Regions from separate parts of the Mus musculus genome. Here region 1 is linked to region 2. The links are chromatin contacts, called in public HiChIP or PLAC-seq maps. All regions are on one chromosome and are shown on one strand. The core of a region is the stretch at or near the end of the contact, and the rest is flanking DNA. Distances in the headings are between cores, read along the strand shown. Region 1 overlaps Ints10 (integrator complex subunit 10). Region 2 overlaps Gm15991 (a long non-coding RNA gene).

What was found. HiChIP or PLAC-seq counts read pairs in DNA pulled down with a chosen protein or histone mark.
Region 1: a contact with region 2 is called in an H3K4me3 HiChIP or PLAC-seq map of bone marrow-derived macrophages, with 5 times the contacts expected there. The contact joins two enhancer-like sites. A contact is called at or near these places in 3 of 15 datasets of contacts at CTCF or cohesin (the NIH/3T3 cell line and stem cell-derived epiblast-like cells), 3 of 484 Hi-C or Micro-C datasets (cerebral cortex, cortical neurons and reprogramming fibroblasts), 2 of 115 datasets of contacts at active chromatin or transcription factors (bone marrow-derived macrophages and pancreatic cancer cells) and 1 of 9 other capture datasets (embryonic stem cells).

The regions. Positions count from the first base shown.
Region 1 is chr8:68,817,303-68,824,584 of GRCm38.p6, reverse strand. Ints10 (integrator complex subunit 10) reads right to left here. Exons shown (of 17, transcript NM_027590.4): 14 at 5,218-5,297; 15 at 3,768-3,930; 16 at 2,335-2,428. Among named protein-coding and RNA genes, the nearest start is that of Ints10, 27 kb to the right of the region's middle. Within about 2 kb of position 1,679, at least 64 of the 459 cell types and tissues checked have an H3K27ac peak or open chromatin away from gene starts, as enhancers often do. A contact at or near this core is called in bone marrow-derived macrophages, where this site is marked.
Region 2 is chr8:67,994,641-68,001,601 of GRCm38.p6, reverse strand. The region is part of intron 4 of Gm15991 (a long non-coding RNA gene); the gene reads right to left. It also overlaps a transcript of Psd3 not described here. Among named protein-coding and RNA genes, the nearest start is that of Psd3, 24 kb to the right of the region's middle. Within about 2 kb of position 4,646, at least 52 of the 459 cell types and tissues checked have an H3K27ac peak or open chromatin away from gene starts, as enhancers often do. A contact at or near this core is called in bone marrow-derived macrophages, where this site is marked.

The DNA.
Region 1 (7,282 bases), core at 430-2,929, 830 kb before region 2:
CAGATTTCGGGGGGGGGGGGGCAAGGCTGGGACCCATGGTTTTGCAGAATTCTGTAATAAAAATTTAGCACATTAGCTGGTAGTCACCCCAGAGAATATCTTTTTTTTTTTTCCATTTTGATCCAGTCTAATGCAACTATGGTACTGTGAATATCAGCATAGAAACATTTCTCTGATTTAACACAAATTAGAACAACATATCTATACAACAAATGAAGAACTGATGCCTCCTTGTGGCCTGGCACCAAGTGCCTGGTGTTTGTACTGTACCTGCTTGCATCCGAGATGCTACAACTAGGACGGACTCACAACCTTACCCCAAGGGGAGGAGAGGTACACTGCTCACAACATCTCTGCCACTCATCTGGAGGGACCACCCAAAAGGTCTGCAATGGCTTCAGAGAATTTGTTTGGAACCCAAAGGGAAAAGGAATATAGATAGTTTTATTCAAGAGTCTAATCACACCTCATTCAGTCAAAGCTCTGTCTTATGCAGTTTGATTCTCTTGGTGTCACTTAGGTAGAGATTATCTAAAATACAGATTTCAAATTCATATTGAGACCTCACAGAGAACATTCCTACAAGGTCAGATCGCTAGTTAATAATCCCTAGTCCTTTGTCCAAGCCAAGTCAACCATGGGTTTTTAGGAGGCTTATCTCCTATAGAAAGTTCAAGGAAATTTTGGTTGATCAAAGTGGGAGAGCCTTGGAAAGCAAGACAGAGGCCTCCTTGTACAAATAACTTTTCCAGTGACATTATCTGGGCAGTTGATATGTCCTCATTTTAAATTCCAAGTCTTAGGGACTATTTGCAGGTTGACACTGTTCAAACCAAGAGAATATGGGGACAGTGCAAAGGCCCAGTACAGTGAGGCTGGAGTTGAGGTCTGTAGAGTCATTCCCTCACTCTACCTCAGACATTCTCTTAGTCACGAGGCAATCCTCTGCAGATCGACTCGTGGTAGGGACAGTTGGGCTCTAGGACCATTCACAGTATGGCATTTTGAATCGTGGCTTATTGTTGAACTAAAAAACCTTGCTAAAGATATGCCAGCATAGTCAATTTCAGAACCTAGAAGTCCCCACAGAATAGGGGTTACCTGGGCTTCCATATATAGAAGCAACCTGTTCTTAAATGTGGTCAACAACACTTGGAACCATGCAGTTATGTCCCCCATCACTTTGGTTCATAATCAAAGTAGTAAATGGACAAGGGGAGAGGACAGTGTCTAGGACAACCTGACTACACAATCTCATCTACAAAGGTCCTCATATACTCCTAAGCATTTCCTTCGTTCCTTATAGGAACTGTTTAAGGCATGCAATATCATTTACAGGATGGGGAGGGGAGCTCCCATTCTTCTTTCTGCTCTTTAGGACAGATTCTACTGGGCCCTACTCTTGCTAAGATGCAATAAGGAAGGGATTGCTCACTATGGGACAAATTCCTTAGTTACAGAAACCCAACATAAGCATTTCTTTCTTACCTCTATCCTCCAACACCCCTAAGACTCTACAAAGACAGAGCAAAGGAAGGACTTTTGCTTTCAATAATTAAAAACTTGCTTCTGCCAAAACGGAGGGACAAAGCAGGTTTCCAGTCTCAGCAATGCACTCTTCCTGTTCTGGGCCGTCTCTTGTTGTAACTCTGACACTGACTTACAAACACAGAGTATGCAGGAAGTAAAGAAGGAAGTAAGCATGTGGCGCTTACAGTGGGGAGGATCTATTAGCCAAACTGCAGTGCGGACCGAGGAGAGAAGCAGGATTTATGAGCTAGTTAAACATCATGAGTGGTCACTAACTTGATCTTTTCATCTAAGATAACCTGGGTTTCTGTAGTAGCTTAAGGGTTCAGGGGCCACACTGGGGATGCACGTCCAGGGCCATTTTTGGGGAGCAGGTGTGTTTTAGAGGCACTAGAACCAGCTAATTTGCTTTGACTGCACAAGCAATGAGGAAGCTCAGAGAAGCTTAAGACAGTTTCTAAATAGAACCTGTAGATCCTCCCAATCCAGTACAATGTCAAGCACAGCTGCTTTCAATTAAATCAGAAATGAGTACTAAATTTTGGAAAGGAAAAGACATATAGAAATTTCTATCTAGTAAAAAATTTCCAAAGTAACAAAAATATCCCAATTTAAGCAACACTTTTCCCGCAGAAATGCACTAAGAAATGCATATCTTTAAGACACCCAGAACAAGTAGACCCTTGAAAACTGAGACCAGTTTGGAATCCTTTCCATTAAATTTCTGAAAGGTACAGAAATTTACAAATAGGTCATGCAGCACATGAAAGGCGAGCTTCGAAGAACAAAAGATCATCTGCTTACTTGATCAGCATTCCTTGATTTGGGAGTAATTCCAGATGAATCTTCCCTCCTTCTTGGGTTCTTAAATAAGCAAATTCCTCCAGCATATCAATGTCTGCAGGTCACATTCAGGTCAACCAACAGGTAACATGTTGCCCTGTTCTCCCAGGCGAAGAAACAGCTCTCAGCAGATAAAGAGCCTGCTTACCACCCTCCAACTAAGAACCACAGTCGGTTCCTGATCCAGATGCTGACTTTTACGTTAACCAAACTGCCCTATGGAAAGAAGCTCGTTGCACAAGAGGTGCCAGGCTGGGGTGGTAATGTCACTCAGCGACACGGGCGAGACTCATGCCTTGGGTGGACTGCATGAGCTCAAGCTTCAGACAAGCAAACTGGAAAGCATTAGCACATGGTCTCCCTGGAGAGACAAGCAAACGGATTCCACAGGGCCACCCGAGCCATTTCTTAGTTAAAATGACAAAAGCTAGCAGATAGGACGAATTGGGAGGATATTTGATGACAGAATGAGTTAGACAAAAAAAGATTATTTCTTCAGACCCAGCAGACAAGGTCTTCTGAGAATCCAGAGAACTCCATGCACAGTGTTAGATGGTGCATTCTTCTGGGGGAAAGTTATGTAACTTTCATTAGTCTTTAAAAAAAAAAATACTGGGGCTGGCGAGATGGCTCAGTGGTTAAGAGCGCCGACTGCTCTTCCGAAGGTCCCGAGTTCAAATCCCAGCAACCACATGGTGGCTCACAACCATCCGTAACGAAATCTGATGCCCTCTTCTGGAGTATCTGAGGATAGCTACAGTGTACTTACATATAATAAATAAATAAATCTTTAAAAAAAAAAATACTAAAAACCGCTGATCAGGCACTGGGAAATATGTAGTACACACATCCTACAACTTGAGAGGTTGTACTATGCAAAGCAAAGAAATGAAAGCAACCAAACCAGTGTTTGGTGTTGCCTCCATTCAAAGGCTGTCTTCCCTTCCAAGCATGCGAAGTCAAGTGCTGCCCGACTTAGAACTCTGCCTCATTCGCTTAACCTTTGGCAGCTCTGGTGGTGCAGGCCCAGTGCTAACACCTGATCCCAAAGGCAGCCTCTGTCCCAGGGGAGACCACTGGGATACTCTTTCCACAGAAAAAAAGCCGAGGTCTATGCTAAACCAACTGCTCTGGGCTGGCCAGAGGCTATTTTAACTGTGGGCATCTTGGCTGCCTTCTTGGGAGGAACAACAAACAGGCCCTGACTGTCCTGACTCCTTGAATTGTAGCTTTAAACTTCATTTGACTTTTACAAAGCAACTGCCACAGCTCCATTTCTAACTCTTACTCCTTCTTTCCCCACAAATAGTAAAAGCTCAACGGGTCCTAGTGGACAATGCCCCTGTGCTAAACATTCAAAAGCCACCGAGCTTATTTGTCCAGACGAAGGATACTTGTAACATAGCTGAAGAAGTTCTCATACTGGAAATTTCCTTGCTGGCAAATCTTACTGATGGCTTTCAGGAAAAGGTTCTCTCCCCGTGGCCACTCCTGCTGGAGCAGTACAATCACATGGCCCAGTGCCATGTCGTCTCTGCTGTCTGTAAAAGCTCTCAGCTGCAAGACAAAGATTTATATAGAAGAAATAAATCCAGGAAATATAGGCCATACCAAATATCACCTCCTAAAAAGGGGCTCCATATGTCAGTATATGCTACAAACCATTAAGACTATAAAACTGTTGCCATTGGACACCACACTCTTCTAAGGAGGGTGGATTCTAAAGAAGCCCAGGACCCCTCTGAGGACTGCACACGGCAGGTCACAAGATTTTAGACCAAAGTTGGACATGAATAGGTAAACTGGGAGTTTGTGAGTTTGAGAATCAGGGATAGAGAAGGTTGCATATTCCTATACGTTGAAGAGAATAGGAATTTTTTGTTACTGTTTTGTTCTTGTCCTGTGTATTTGAGACAGGGTCTCGGGTATAATAGGATGGCCCTACATTTGTTAGATAGCTGAGGATATGCCTAATCTTTGGATCTTCCTGCCTCCACTTCCCAAGTGCTGGGATTATAGGTATGCACTACTATGCCAAGCTTACGCAGTGGCAGGAATTGAACCCATGGATGCTGGGCAAGCACGCTGTGAATTAAGCCTTCTCCTCAACCTTAGAGGTATCTTTTAAGGGGATAACTATGAGTAGAAAGATAGGCAAGAAGCCATCACAGGAGGGCTGGAGATGATGGAGCTTGGAAGAAGGAAAGACATCCAACAATAAAGTGGAAGCTAAAGACAAGACCAAAGGTGCGACTTGACATGAACAGGCCCATAAAATCACACTTCAGAGGACTTCTCTGGTTCCAGGCAGCTATTAACGCTTAGTTAGTGTGGGACTACTGCATAAAGCAGTAACCTGTACTGTTGCCTTTTGCACACAAGCCTACTGAAATGGCTATACTCCGACCCCAAGGCTCTATTCCACTGTAGCCAAGGGTTGTGGTACCTTCAAGAGTCTTGGAGCCTTTCCAGTGCTACTGAGCCTTTGATGGTACTGAGCCTTTGACGGTGCTGACCCTCATGTCTAAAAGAATTAACTCCTTATACACTGGTGACCCCAATATTTATATTGCCTTCTTCTTTAGCTAATATATTCTGACATACACAACAGCAACAATTTTGCCATAACAAGCAAGGGGACCTGCTTGCCTTCCCTACTTCTATTCCTCAAGCACAGGGCTTATTTTCTACTTCCCCAGCCCACCTGTCAATTTCCAGCCCACAAGCTTTTCTCATCTGCCTTGTACAGTATAAAACAGTGTGAACAGAGCTGTTAGCTCTTGCCAGTTTACCAGGAGTGCTTCAAAGGGAATGTGTTTCCTGATAACCCCGTTTTAGACTCACCTTAAAGCAGGCCAGCATCAAGTGCAGGCAGTATGGCATGATAGCCTTACTGGTACAGGGCAGAAGCTTCAGATCCAAACCTACCACAAGGCCAGACTGTTAGTGAACCAGAGACAAGAGGTCTGACAAACAAATGTCTCACATGCTCCCTCAATAGGAGAAAAAGTCACAGAATCTGAGACACAGCAGACAACAATTAATTGTGTAACGATGACAATGGTTTCTGATTTCTAGAGTTGGTTTCTCAATTTTCTTTCCTACTCTATCAAATAATTATAATTATTTTTTCTATCAAATAATTATAATTTATTTCAAATATGCACAATGATCTATAAAGGGACTCTAACAAACCCAATGTGCTTGTCACTCACCTTCTGTGCATGTATAAATATTTAGGCTGCATATATGTACGTGTACCACATGTGTTCAGTACCTGTGGAGGTGAGACAGGGTGTTGGATCTCCTGGAGCTGGCATTACCGATAATTAGAAGCTGGCATGTAAGTGCTGGGACTATAACCTAGGTCATCTGCGAGAGCGCTGAGCCATCTCTCCAGGCCCTGGTCTCTCAGTTTTATAAAATGCTAACATCTGGCTTTAAGCTTTAATGATTTTAAAACAAATTATGACAAAACCGTAGGGGCTTTTCATACCGTCTTGTCTTTTCCTGTTGTAGGGGTAGACACAGTCCTGAGTGTGGTGACTATCACTTCTATGCAGTCTGCATGTTCCTGCAACTCCTATGTAATCTGGATGCTTCTGAGCAATGTTTGTATTTACAAACAACACACAAAAGTGTCAGGCATGTTTTCAGTCTACTATGCCAAGTGGTATCATAGCGTATGTATCTTCTGCAAACTGGCTTCTGTACTGTATGTTCTGTGTTTCAGGTTTGTCAACAAGGAATTTCCAGGATTACGAGGTATTCTATTGTTTACACATATACGTAAAAGGGACTCATTCGGTCACAGATGTCACACCTGGTTCATGGGATTTCTAAATTTTCACTAATAAACATTATGTTTGCTCGAACACATTTACAGGTGACTTCATGTGTACTTATAAGAAAATAATAAGTAATGACTTTCAAATCAAGATCTCAATCTTCCTCATCATGGCCTGTGGTCTTTAAATCCTCCTCTGCTCAGAGTCAAGAAGTAGCAAGAAAGAAATGTCTTTTAATACCTAGGGATCCTATATAACACATGATGTATCTAAAATGAAACGTTCATCATTTTTAGTATTTATCCTTTGTACTCGGGGGCAAGAATATTCCATTCCAGAAAGAAAATTGAAAAAATTAAAAAAAAAGCATTTCTCTTTGGAACTCATGACTCGGTTTGAAAACACGAGGTTCGGAGCAGGGTAAGGAGGCACTCATCCTGGCAAAGCTGGCTGTTCTCTGCCACCCTGTCTCGGGAGCAGTGCTGAACGGTCTTGGTACCTGCAGTCTGGTTCCTGCAGAACGGTGGGTGCTTCACCACGCCAGTCCTAATGCTCAGGCCACTGACAGGCCGGGCAGCTTCCAAACGGTCTGTGTCTACAGCAGTTGTTTCTGCTGCCTGCCGCCCACGCTTCTTTACTTACTCTCCCCGGACACACTGGCTGGCTGTTTTTTATTGACCTGAGGGATCTTACTGAAACTTCTAGATGCCACATTTTTACTGTCTTTAGGTGCTGTATAATCTTGTGTCAGCTTGTGGGTTACCTTCTCATTGTGACCTGGTGGCATATTCAGTTTAAGTTTAATCTGACCACATTTACTAACGTGTCCCAACGGTCTGCATTCTTTGTAATCTAGGTCCTTCTCTAACTAGAAGGTATGAAGATTTTCTTTCAGAACTTCTTCTAAAAGATTGTAAGTCTTGATTCACATGTAAAATTTAGAACTGAAAATATCATTGTGTAGCCTGAAGGTTGGGTCTCATATTTTGCCTTTCACCCACTGAACTGTAATATAACCTGATTTTCAGCTTTCTGTTTAGTTCCATTATTCAACTCCTCTGCCAATGCTACACCACTACTTTAACTAAACTATAGCTTTACAATTATGATCTTGGTGTCAG
Region 2 (6,961 bases), core at 3,397-5,896:
TGGGCAGATGCTCAAATTTAAGACAGATTGTATCAATGGAATTACTTACAGTTCGGTATACTCCTTGACTAGCTGAGTGGTATTTCTGATGTACAGATATGGTAAGTTTTGGAGAAAGGCTACTTTCTCTTTGGTGTGGCTCAACCAAACACATAGAAAGAATTACTTGAAGTTAATCATGCAGAAAATAAAATAAGGTTTTTAATAGCTAAAAGCTAGCATAAACTTACTGTGTGTGTATGCATGCATGTGAGAGCCTGTTCATGTGGGTGCATATATGTGAGTGTGTGTGTGCAAGCCAGAGGTTACCCCTTGGTATCATTCCTGAGGAGCCAGTCACTTTGTTTGAAACAGAGTCTCATTGGTCTGGAGTTCACTGAGTAGGCATGGCCAGCCGGCCTTCCCAGGGCTGGAGTTACAGACTGATAGCTCTCATGTTTGTTTGTTGATTTCAACATATGTTCCAGATATTGGACTCAGGTCATTGTGCTTACATGGCAAGCACGTTACTGAGTCATGGCAGGCTTTGTGTGTGGTGTTCCCCCACCCCCATAGACATGACATGTATACTATTTTCTGGCTGGATCTCATTGATGAAATCGTGTGTCCTGATTATATTCTGATTTTTTGTTTGATTAATTTTGAGTGATTATATAGTAGTGTATCAAGCATATTTACCGCGGTGGTGTAATCATTCCCTTCTTGGGTAATTTGTTTTGTCATTACTTGTTATGCTGTATTTGTGATAATGTCTTCGTTTGGTTCTCATTTTGCAGGCAGAGCCGTTTGTTTGGGTTAACAGTGCATCAGCACATTCTCAGAGTGTTGCCAAGGCAAAGTACGAATTTCTGTTTGGCAAGTCAGAAGAGAAAACTCCGGATTCTAGTAAGTGTCTTAAACATTGTCTTCTAGGTAAAAGATGTGTGGTCCTACTTATTTCTGCATCCTGTACTTACCTACATCACTTCCTGCTTACCCCTGTGAAGCCTGTGTGCTCCAACTGTTCTCTAGAGCTGTCTTCCCAAAACTAGAGTTGGATATAGTTCCTACAGCTTGCTCTAGGTAATTTCAAGTCTGTTTTTTGAAGAATTTTCAGCTTCCCATACTTCAAGTTTCAAGAATTAACTACTTGTTGTTAAGATTTTATTTTCCACATTTACCATCATTCTGTATAACTATACTTTATTTTTGGCTACCATCATATGTTATGGAGAGTCAATTCCACAAATTTTTTTAGACAATGTAATCTTAAGAGAGCTCTCACTTGAAAATTACTGTCACATTCTATAATTAGAAGCAACAGTCTTCCAAACAGCTTAGAACAAATAGAACTAATATTAGTACCTGTATCAGTAATCCTACCGACTGACTTCCTTAGCATTCCAATACTATACTATGCACTTTGAATATTGTATCTTATTTGATCCTCAGGGAAATCCCATAAATTGCCTCTGTTATCCCCATTCTCAAGGGGTGGCATCTGAAATAATTTCCTTTCAGTTACAATTTCCTGACCCCAAAGCTTGGCCTTTCAGTGCATGGGAGCAGCACATTTCTGAATACACTTTCCTTAGAGAGAGTGTGAGATACACAGTCTTAAGAGTTTCAGAGCACTTATCCGAGTCTACAGAAAAGTGGTGGTGGAGGTGTCTTTTGGGAGACAGGAAGAGGTGAGAACTTGTGCTTTGGAGTTAGACTTTCTGAGTTTGAGTCCAGGGTTTGTAACTCACAACCTTGTGGCACTGTGTACATTATCCAATTTCCACTTTCTTGTCGTAGAAAGTGATTTCAGTGGCATGTCTCAATTATTTTGTGATATGCAAACACCTCAGAATCATGCAAGTGCTTCTGATTCTGTTTGTTGCATTAATAAGGATGATAGCGGGTCCTCATGTCTGTGCCTCTGACCTCCAACTGTACAGTGGAATGATAATCGTCACTCCTTCTACCTGTATTGTTACTTAGCCCTTGTTTTACTGGATAAGGGGTTTGACCTAATGTGGTTGGCATTTGGTTGAAAACAGAACAAGCAATTCTCTGTTTCAGATTGGCGTGTTAGTTGGGTTTGTGTAACAGCATTTAAAGATTTCCAAGAAGTTAGTGCATGTGTATGTACTTAACTCCTGTAGTCTTTTTATGGTTTTCTACATTTATAATCACCTTAACACAGTTTGGAAGTCTTCCATTGCTCTGAATTTTAGATGCCATCTTGTGGGTTTCTGCTTTTTTTTTTTACTCTGATGAAGCACAATTTTTACTTAATTATGTGTCTTAGTTAGGGTTTTACTGCTGTGAACAGACACCATGACCAAGGCAGCTCTCATAAGGACAACATTTAATTGGGGCTGGCTTACAGGTTCAGAGATTCAGTTCATTATCATCAAGGCGGGAGCATGGCAGTGTCCAGGCAGGCATGACGCAGGAGGAGCTGAGAGTTCTATATTTCCATCTGAAGGCTGCTAGTGGAAGGCTGACTTCCAGGCAGCTAGGATGAGGGGTCTTATAGCCCACACCCACAGTGACACACCTACTCCAACAGGGCCACACCTTCTAATAGTGCCACTCCCTGGGCTGAGCATATATAAACCATCACATTATGTAAACAGTGTATAATACTCTCTGTCAATAGCGAATAGAGCTATTGGCAAGAATGTGCATCTGCTGGGCTTCTTACCCACAGCTGTGTGAAATATTTAAAAAGCAGTTAAGTGAGACACCCTTTGTACCACCTGGTCATTCTATTCCTCGATATTTACTAAAGAGAAATTCAGGTTTATACCCACTTTTTCAGGAAGTTTGTGACCTGCCCTTTTGTTTTGCTGTTTGGGAAACCAAGCACACTTAGAGTTCATGCTTTTTAAAAGTAACAACAGAAGACTGAAATGAATGATAGGTAATGGTAGATGACTGTGTGGTACTTTCCAAAACTTGTCATTTCTGCCTTAACAGTAATTGTCTTTGATTCAGTATATAGTATATGCTGCAGTCTCTTCCTTAGTCCTTTGAGATTTGTCCTTGAAAACTACAAAACAAAGCACTTGAAAAGGGAGAATCATACATAAGTCACTGGGCCAGAGGCATGCTTTGAGTTTTTTCTTTCTTCTTTTTCAGATCATTATTGTTAAGTCATGTGAGAACGTGAATGAAACTTTAAACTGTAGAGCCAAAGGATAAAGTGGAAAGGGCAAGAGAAATGTGTAATTTTACAATCTTAAGACTGTACTAGCTCAAGTCTAATGTTTTATAATTCTTTTGAATCATATAGTTTAAAGTGTAGTGCTATAAATATAAATACATATAGAAGTAATAGAATTTTAGAAATATTTTAGAAAAATTATATTGATAAATTGAAGATCTGTTTTCTACTAAGTCTTGTTAAAGGATTAAATGATATTTTTAATGTTCTTGGTCCATCACCTTATTTCTCTTGATGTCAACATTTAACATTTATGGTAATTGTACCCAAATTGGTAATTCTCCTAGGGCTATAGAGTTGAGTTCATGGTATGGAGTATCTAAACTTAAAGAAGTATATAGTGGTTCCTGTTAATGTGATGTCCTCTAAAGAATGGACTGTATTCGGATTATTCCTTCAGCATGGTACATTGGGGGCTGAGACAGAACATGAGAAACAACAGACCTTGAGTAGACAGAAGAGAATGAGAGGAAGTTCCCCGTGTTGGACAGAGGATTCAGAGTCAGAGGAAAGCTGGACTCCATCATCAGGTCCAGGAAAGGGTGATCTTGCTCCGATGAGAATAATTCAGGTGCCCCACAGCAGCAGCACAAGAATCGAGCATGGAGTTTTTGCGAAACTCGACACTGGGCATGGAAATTTTGAGTAGAAAAGTTGTGCATTACCTAGAAGCTAGTGGCTTGACATACCAGTTTTCCCAGAGTTCTGAGGGTAGGGCAAAATTGATTTCTTGTGGAATTGAAGCCCAAGTAGGGATAGGGCACTACTGTTAGTTTGTGCAATGTCTAGGAAATGACATAAGGAAATGTCACAAAGTGCTGTAGAATTTAATGCAAAAAATTTCTTTTTTTTTTTGCAGTGAATGACAGATAAAGCTCTACATTAACAAATAAATCCCTAAAATGACAAGCTCACAATTAGTATCATTTACATAAAGCAAGGAACCTCTATGGGGAAGGATAGTCAGCATTTATAATGCAGATATCAAGACCTAAAGAGTGAGAGCAACTGAATATTCTGAAACTCCAGAATGGTTTTCTGTAAACATAAACTGGGGTCAACCACGTGATGCAGCAGGAACCTATGGGGAAGATGTGCACATGGCCAGGAAACAATCTGCGAGCGTCTGTGAGCTCAGTTACAGATGGTGAACTGGAACTGAAACAGTGGGTGGGGTACTGGTATTCTAGTTAGCTTGGTTGTTCAGTACTGAAACAGTGGGTGGGGTACTAGTATTCTAGTTAGTGTGGTTGTTCAGTCCACACATTTGCTGAGAGAAGCTCCGTGAGGGATGGTCTAGGTCTGGGCGTGCCTGTGAGGGATTCTTCTATGAATCAACTGAGGTGGAAAGACGGCTCATCCTGAATGTGGGCTGCCCTAGGTAGGGTTGGACTTTGATCCGCATGAACAGAAAAAGGAAGCTGAGCAGGAAACATGCTTGCACAGTTTCTGTGTTCTCTTGCATGTGGACATAACCAGCTGCTTCCAGTGCCTGCCTTGGCTCTCCTGCAGTCATGCACTATAATCTGGAATTAACTGAAAGGCAGGCTGGTTTTTGTCAGTGTGTGTGTGTGTGTGTTTTTTTTTTCCTCACAGCAAGAGCAATGGAACTGAGGCAGGTTTGTGTTTGGTTTCTCAACTAGAGCCTGATTTTACTTCATGATCTACCTACCGTTGCCCCTGCCTACCAAGTGCTACCACAGGGAAGTGAGAGAGAGAGAGAGAGAGAGAGAGAGAGAGAGAGAGAGAGAGAGAAGAGAAGAGACAGAGAGAGACACACACAGACAGAAACACAGAGACAGAGACAGAGACACAGAGATAGAGAGACACAGAGAGAGACAGAGAGAGACAGAGACACAGAGGCAGAGACACAGAGAGAGACACAGAGAGACAGAGAGACAGAGACACAGAGAGAGAGCACATCCTGAATCCCAAGCAGTCACCTCTCATATCATGTCTATTTTCTTGTTCCAGATAGGAGTGTTGTGTTCATTTGCTCAGTGTTCAATTAACTGAAGAGTGCATTGGTACAGATCTCTGTGGTAGTTTTTTGTTGTCTATTTCTGTATTTATTTATTGACCAGATTTTTTTTTATAAGGGTCAGGGAGCAAATTTTATTATACACCCTAGGATTGCCTCTAACTTACTGTTCTCCTGCCTCATCTTCCTGAGTTTTGGGATTCCAGGCATGTTCTACCATATGTAATAGGATAGTTTTATACCTTAACTAAATGAAAGTCTCCATTTATCGAACTGCCTAGCAGAAAGATTGTTCTGGTTATATATATATATAGTTTTTGTTTGTTTGTTTGTTTTTGTTTTTGTTTTGTTTTTTGAGACAGGGTTTCTCTGTATAGCTCTGGCTGTCCTGGAACTCACTTTGTAGACCAGGCTGGCCTCGAACTCAGAAATCCGCCTGCCTCTGCCTCCCGAGTGCTGGGATTAAAGGCGTGTGCCACCACCGCCCAGCTCTGGTTTATATTCTTATTGCCAAATTTGATTAGGAAAATGGGCTGATTCACTTTTAGTCTGCTAGATATAGATACTTATTTTCTATTTTAAAATAGTATATATGTTATCTTAAGTATAATGTGAATTTTAGGCTTTTAGGTCTAAAACAATGTGTATGTATGTGTAAGAAATATTGTCTTGAGTAAATTATACAGGGCAAAAGAAATTGGGAGGGTCAGCTCTTCTCCTCACCATCTTCCAGGGCTCCACTGCTAACACAGCTCTTTAGCCATGATCTTGCACATGCTGCGAGTACTTTCTCTACACCTTCAGCCAAGGTTCATCCCTTCTTCATTTGGTTTTTCTTCTTGCATGTAGGTTTGCTATTATAAACATTGCTGGCAGTTGCCTCATAGTTACTGCTTACAAATTCCCTATGTAAAATGAAAAAGTTGGCTTATTATAGTCTATCTAAAGCAAATTTATATGATGAGTGTGTGTGTGTGTGTGTGTGTGTGTGTGTGTGTGTATGTATGTGTGTTCTCTTGCTTGCATCTTAGGTATTATTATGTAAAACTTTCTTCTCAAGGTAACTGAGTGGTTGGCTCATGACATTGTCATGGAAATGAGGATATGAGGATATCTTGGCTTCTTCTCCAGCGCTCCGACAGGAGCCTCTGGAATCTGTCTTTACTCTTTCCAGACTTTTGGTGTTTATATTCTATATTTTAATAATAGCAAAGGCTTTTGAACTTTTAATTCAGGCTGACTCTAAATAGATGAATGTGGCTGTTGCACTTAAGAGTTGCCAGACCGAAGTGTCTGTAGCTGCTGCACCTGAGGCAGAAGAGATGTAGAGCCTATGTGTGCGACCTCTGCTGGCCACGAAGGTAGGCTGCACACGAGCACTGCATTTTCTTAGACTGATTGATCGTCACGTTTCCTTTTTCGTTAATTAATTAATTTATTTATTTATCTAAATATATCCTTACTATGTTATTTGTAGGAGGAATCTATTTTCCTCTGGAAGGTGTGCTTCTTATCCTAACCTTCCGATAATTGAATTGTGTTAAATTTTTTCTAGGTCATTACACAACTGTTGTCTGTAGACTTAGACTTAATTCTGCTTAGGTGTAGTGCTTGGATCGCTGTCTCATTCTTGGATATGTGTGTGTCTATGTGTCTCTATATATGTGTGTGTCTGTGTGTGTTTCTCTGTGTGTGCGTAAGCGAGTGTGAGTGCTTCATTACTTTGCCCCTGGAACTGAAGTCTTAGTTTACCCATTTCCTTTGGACTTCTATGCCATTAGTGA